Regions from separate parts of the Rattus norvegicus genome. Here region 1 is linked to region 2. The links are chromatin contacts, called in public Hi-C maps. All regions are on one chromosome and are shown on one strand. The core of a region is the stretch at or near the end of the contact, and the rest is flanking DNA. Distances in the headings are between cores, read along the strand shown. Region 1 holds the start of Gmfb (glia maturation factor, beta). Region 2 overlaps LOC102548367 (a long non-coding RNA gene).

What was found. Hi-C and Micro-C count contacts between places; a contact is called where the count stands out from the background.
Region 1: a contact with region 2 is called in a Hi-C map of liver, with 2.5 times the contacts expected there. The contact joins the promoter of Gmfb here to the enhancer-like site in region 2. A contact is called at or near these places in 2 of 12 Hi-C or Micro-C datasets (both in liver).

Annotation. Positions count from the first base shown.
Region 1 is chr15:22,558,516-22,561,378 of GRCr8, reverse strand. It overlaps Gmfb (glia maturation factor, beta), which reads left to right and starts at 1,302. Exons shown (of 7, transcript NM_031032.2): 1 at 1,302-1,387. The coding sequence starts at 1,385. It also overlaps a transcript of Cgrrf1 not described here.
Region 2 is chr15:22,611,099-22,613,971 of GRCr8, reverse strand. LOC102548367 (a long non-coding RNA gene) reads left to right here. Exons shown (of 3, transcript XR_359877.5): 2 at 1-2,873. Among named protein-coding and RNA genes, the nearest start is that of Cgrrf1, 44 kb to the right of the region's middle. Within about 2 kb of position 1,516, at least 3 of the 93 cell types and tissues checked have an H3K27ac peak or open chromatin away from gene starts, as enhancers often do. A contact at or near this core is called in liver, where this site is marked.

The sequences.
Region 1 (2,863 bases), core at 53-2,552, 52 kb after region 2:
GCTGAGAGAAAAGACAAGCAGATCCCCCAGAAGGTCTTGAGCTAGATAGCCTGGCATGTGCGGGGGCAATAAGACACTCTTGTGACAAACAAGGTGTAAGGTGAAGACTGACTCCTGAAGTTGACCTTTGACCTCCACGTGTACACTGTGGGATGCACCATGGACCTGTGGCACACACATGAACAAATACATATACACGAAAGCTTTTTAAAAAGGAATCGATCGGGGTTGGGGATTTAGCTCAGTGGTAGAGCGCTTGCCTAGCAAGCGCAAGGCCCTGGGTTCGGTTCCCAGCTCCGAAAAAAAAAAAAAAAAAAAGGAATTGATCTTCTTTTGTTTAACACTTTTAAGAATCTGGTCTCTTTCAAGAAAATTCATAGCCTTCCTCTTTCTTTCCTCCCATGTCTCTAGCTTCTCCTAAAAGGATAATCTGATAGCAGCTGATGCTCAAGGTCAAGGGGTGTCGTGGAGGGAGGCAGGGAAATGAGAGTGCAGTTCTGCACCATGCACAAAGGTCCTCACCAATATCTGTTTCTACAGAGTACCCACCGCTGAGATGGATGACCAAGGAGAAGGTACCAAAAGGATATAAAAATACTAAAATTTTTTTTTATTTCTTATATTTCTTTTTCATAAAGTTGCCAGCCCTTTCATCCACATCGGCTTTTTTGTACCCCATACTGTTTCTTAAAAAGTCAAGTTTATCTCAGTTTTGGAATGCCAGTAGTAATACATTTAAAAGGTCGTAACTTTTGAGTGTCGCACTTTGAAACAGTAACAGCACCTGGGCTTCAGAGTTCAGTTTGGCTGTGACTTGAGAGTAAGAGCCCGCATGATCACAACTGATCACCATTTATTGAGTATGAATACTCTTTGGAAAATAAACGTATCTAGCAAGTTCTGGGAAGCAGACAGGGTCACGGATGGCGCTCTGGGTCAGGCGGAAGGATGGAAGCGGCGTCTACCTTTGAAAAGCCTTAAATCTGGAAGTAAACTGTAACCAACACGCACATTTACCGTTAAAATCACTGACTCAGGTTTGTCACCACGACATTGCTGCCGTTCAGGCTTGTAGAATATTTAAAGATACCAAGAATCTGCGCACTGCAGCCCGGCTCATTCCTGGGTAAACCAGCAGGCAGAACATCCTTAGCAGCCACAAGCTGAGCCCGCGTCCGCGTCCGCGTCCGCGTCCGCGATTCGCAGAATTTTGGGCCTCGCCTCCCGCCGTCCGCTGTCACGTGCGGGCCACGGCGGCCGCGTAGTTAGGTGGGGAACACTGAGCTGTGTGCCAGCCGAAGCAGGAAGGGAGGTGGCTGCAGAGCCATTCTTAAAGGGGCCCAAGAGATCATACGGCAACGGACGGCTGACGACCGGAAGGAAAATGGTAAGCGGCGGCGGAGGGAGGCACCGCGGGACTGTGCAGGTTCACCGTCTGTCCCGACTTCCAGCGGCGGCCCGGAAGACCCCCGCGCTGCGGGCAGACGGTTGGAACGTGGCCTCCGCGTGGACCCGGGTCTGGTCCTTGTGATCCCCGCGGCGGAACGGGCTGGGCCTGAGGGGCGGTGTTGGTGGCGAGTGCCCGGGTTCTGGTTGCATTCTGGCCTCGCCCTGGCGTCCTTCTACCCGCAGCCCCTAGTTTCCGGTTGAATAGCTCCCAATACCCACATTCTTCCAGTCCAGGCCGTTGGAACCCATGTGACCCAAGGCTCTATGGTTTCGCTTTTAAGCAGCTGTCAGGTTTAGTTTTGCTGCGTCTAGGGCCCGTGGTTTCTGTTCTTCTTGACGATGGACCCTAAGCATAAAGCTAAAGTGGAGAATTAAGTCAGTTGCTATCAAGGACCTTCTGGATCCCTCCTAAAGTGTTTTTTTTTTAAGTACGATCAAGTACCATGGAAACAACAGGAAGACACGGTTGTTGTCTAGAACTCCTCTCTTGAGGACCACTTCCGTCTAGCAGCTCTTACCGTGGTCATTGAACCCAGTGAACTCGTGGCTTCTCATCCTTATGACCGACCTTTCAGCTACATTCCAGTGTGTTGACACTCGTGTTTGAGGCATCTCTTTCCTTATGCCTCCGCCCTTGGCTTCTGAGGTTCAGAACTCCTGGCTTTCCTCCTGTTTCTGCTGATGCTTCTATTCCCCTTGGATTCCTTTCTTCCTTCCTTTGACTGTGCCCATGAGAGCCCTAGGTTCCGTTCTGAGGCTTCATTTTCTGTTGATTTTTCTCTTTGCTGAACTCCTGACTTCAGTACCGACCCTCCTTGAGTTGACTTGTGAGTTCCTATCTCTGACCTTAACTGAGATCCAACCAGTAGTTACATTCCACTTTTTGGTTAATAGACTTAGGAAACATTTCATCACACAGACGCCACAGAAGCTCCTCGTTTTGTCAGAAAGGAACTCAGTTTACTCCACATCTGGTCTTCATTCAGCCAGAATCTTATAACTTGATTAAAGGTGCTTTTGTGTCCATTACCCAAGCCAGAAGTCTAGAAGCTATCTTTTTAAGCCTTTATTTTCTTCATATCGAATCTAGCCTAATTCCCATGTAGTGGTGGAGAGAGAGAGAGAGGGAGAGAGGGGGGGAGAGGGAGGGAGGGAGGGAGAGAGAGAGAGAGAGAGAGAGAGATCAGGATATCTGGGTTGCTTCCTGGGTCCACTACCTGCATGACTTAAGATGCCTGTCTAAGTCTTAAATTTCTTGTCAAATGTGGATGGTGTTGGTTAGGTATGATGGTTTGGAGCATGAAGTGGGAGTCAGCCCCGTGCTACATACATGGTAACTTACTGATGTTACCCACTTCTTTAACCTCTCAGCCGCTTGTCATCTCTGAAATATTCTTGCTGGTACTGGTGGCTA
Region 2 (2,873 bases), core at 267-2,766:
TTCTACAGCGGCCAGGGCACTGGAGCCGCCGGAGTTGGGACAGGAGTGAATCCCAACCGAGCTGGACCGGAGCGGGAACGGTGCTGCCACCCGCCGCTCGCCCTTGGGAATGTGGCTCGCCAGGTCCAGTGACCCTTTGGTCTGGGACCCGTGGGTGGCTGACTGGTGTAGACCGTAAACACCCGGAGTCACTGTCTCTGGGGGCTTGGATGGGTTCCTGGGGGATGGGACCCGGGAAGTGGCAGAGGGCGGCGAAGGGCACAGCGCAGGGCTGGACGTGCCTGGTCGTAGGACTCCACGAGGCCCTTGTCCAGGAAAAGCAAGCAGCGCCTGGTGGACCACCCTCGGCCCAAGTCGGGCGCCGGATGCCCTTTGCTTTTGCAGTCACGGGCACCCGCCTCCGGCCTCGCTTTCCCGGGAAGAGGAGGCGGACTTCGGGAGCCTGATCTCAAGCTATGCTTGGCGCGCGGCTGTGGCTGGTGGCCGGGAGCTGTGGCCCCAGGCGCCCTGGGCGACGGGGAGGCGTGGCGAGACCACCTGTCAGCACCGCGGAGTTCGGGGGACGCAGCTTTCACCTGTGCCTGGAAAGGGCGGGGCCGGAGGCTGGGCAGGGATTTGCGGCTGGCAGCTCTAGGTCTCCTACTACAAAATGCATGCATGGGTCAATTTCCCAAAAGAAGGGGGTTGGCTAAAAATACCCCAAAGCCTAAACCTCTCTGCACCCTCTAATGTAAGCATTCACAAAGGAACTCGGCCAAAATCCGTCCTGTTTTCAGGGAGAAAGGCCGAGCCTTCGAACTTGAATTTGTTAAGGAGTGCTGGAAAAACAAACGCGGGCCTGCCTGCCATGCTCTAGCTAGCACAGTTTTTAAGGTAAAGTATCCAAGGCCTTATTCCGCCATCTTTCAGCTCCCACACTTGCATCTGGATTTCCAATCCTTTCGTACCCCAGTGCTCAGATTTCATTTCTGCCCCGTGTAGGTCCTGCCAGTGTAACAACACCTCCCATCTCTTAGGGTATTGAAAGGGCTTGTAGGGTGGCACAATGTTTTGCCAATGTTTCCATCACAACTGAGTGTGTGAATTTTTAAAAGTTCACTATTAACCACCCAGAGGAGGTATCTGCAAAATTTGATGACTAGCTTGCTCTATTTAGGAAACACTAATCCCGGAGTCAGAGTTTGATTTCTGATTTATTTTATTATCATAGAAGCAGGACAGTTTTGTAGAGTCCCCCACCCTCCACCCTAGCATGTCAGCTACTCCTTGGTAGTACTTCTGCCAGAAAATAGGGAAGCCAATGAGAGATGGGACCACGCGGTGCTAACTCAGCCAAGGGTTTTAGATGTCCCCCAATGGATTGTTGCTGTTATTGTTAAAGAAAACCAATGATACACCGATAACGTAACTATTGTCGTCTGCTACAAAAATAGGGCTAGTAAACCAGGGGGTCCAGACGGTTAAGTCCAGAGAGTTAAGTTGCAAACACAGCGATGAAAGAAAATAGTGCCACCTACGGGAGAAGCGTGGTTCTGAAGGCAGTCTTTAACCTAGGAACCAGTGTCATACTTAGATCATCATTGAAGTCTTGCTGTTCAGCATGATTTTGCATTTTTTTGCTTCTCCTGATGTTTGCTTAGCAAATAATATCCCTGGACAACAACTCAAATGTTCGGGTGTGTTTGAAAGATTATCGATTCCAAAAAGGTCAGTTGCCTTTCTAAGTATTTTTTTTAATTACAGGTATCCCGGAGAACCCTATGTTTATGTTATTTCAATGAAACTTCTAGAAGTAAGATAAATTACCACACAGCCCAGTAAATAAAGCGCCTTTTGCAAGTTTGACTGCACAGTGCCCCGACTGGTTACCGAGGCCTGCCGGTCGACCGCCTAGCCTAGACAGTGTGCTGCAGGGTCAGAGAAAGACCCTGTCTTTAAAAATAAGGTTGAGAAAAATATAAGATGCACAACGGGGCAAGAGGGGGGATACACACATCACATAGACTTATAGAAGCATTAGAGCTGTTTATTTCGTGGGCTGGGAAACATTTGCAAAACTCTGCATAAAGATATATGGTCATCATGCTTTTCTTTCAACCATTCAATAAGTATGTATGGATACTTATTCTGTGCCAGGTCCTCAAGAAGGAACACTAAAGACAGATGGCAATCTTCATCCAATATGGAAGCTTATATGATATAGGAGTATTTACTATACGAAGAAATATATAAGTAAAATCTACATTCCTCAAAGTATGTAATTATTTAACATGCTAAGAAAATATAGGTATTCGATGTTCATTTTATATATACATGGCATATGAGAATGTACGATATTACCCTAAAGTGTGATTATTTTCCCTAAAAAGAAATGTGTGGCATTTCTGATGATTATTGTCTTGTCTCTCTCTTTTCTACAAGAAGCTTAAAAATGAGAACAAAATACTGCATGAGCTTACAACTGCTGCCCCAAGTTAGAAGATTCCTTAAGAACTATGCTGGTAATGCTCATGTAGAGCGCTGTCCCACAGCTGGAAGGCCCTGAGTTGGATTCCTAGCACCACAGAGAAGGGAGCACTGGACTGTAAATCTCAGGCCTGCACATCCCAGGAACTGATAGGGAGCCTCTCAGGCTCCTTCATTTAGTCTTGTCCTACCATCTACCCAGGCTTCCTACCTCAGCTCTTAGCTTCCTTGACAGTTCAGACAACATTTACATTTCAGATTCTTCAGGTTGGCATAGAAAGACTAGAACTCGAGCATTTTCTGTTTCTTTGAGCTTCTCTTCAATAAATCTGCTCTTTCGTTCAACGAGGGGCGCTTATTAAATATAGGACACTACACTGTCAAAGAGGGAGGATCAAAGAAGGTAG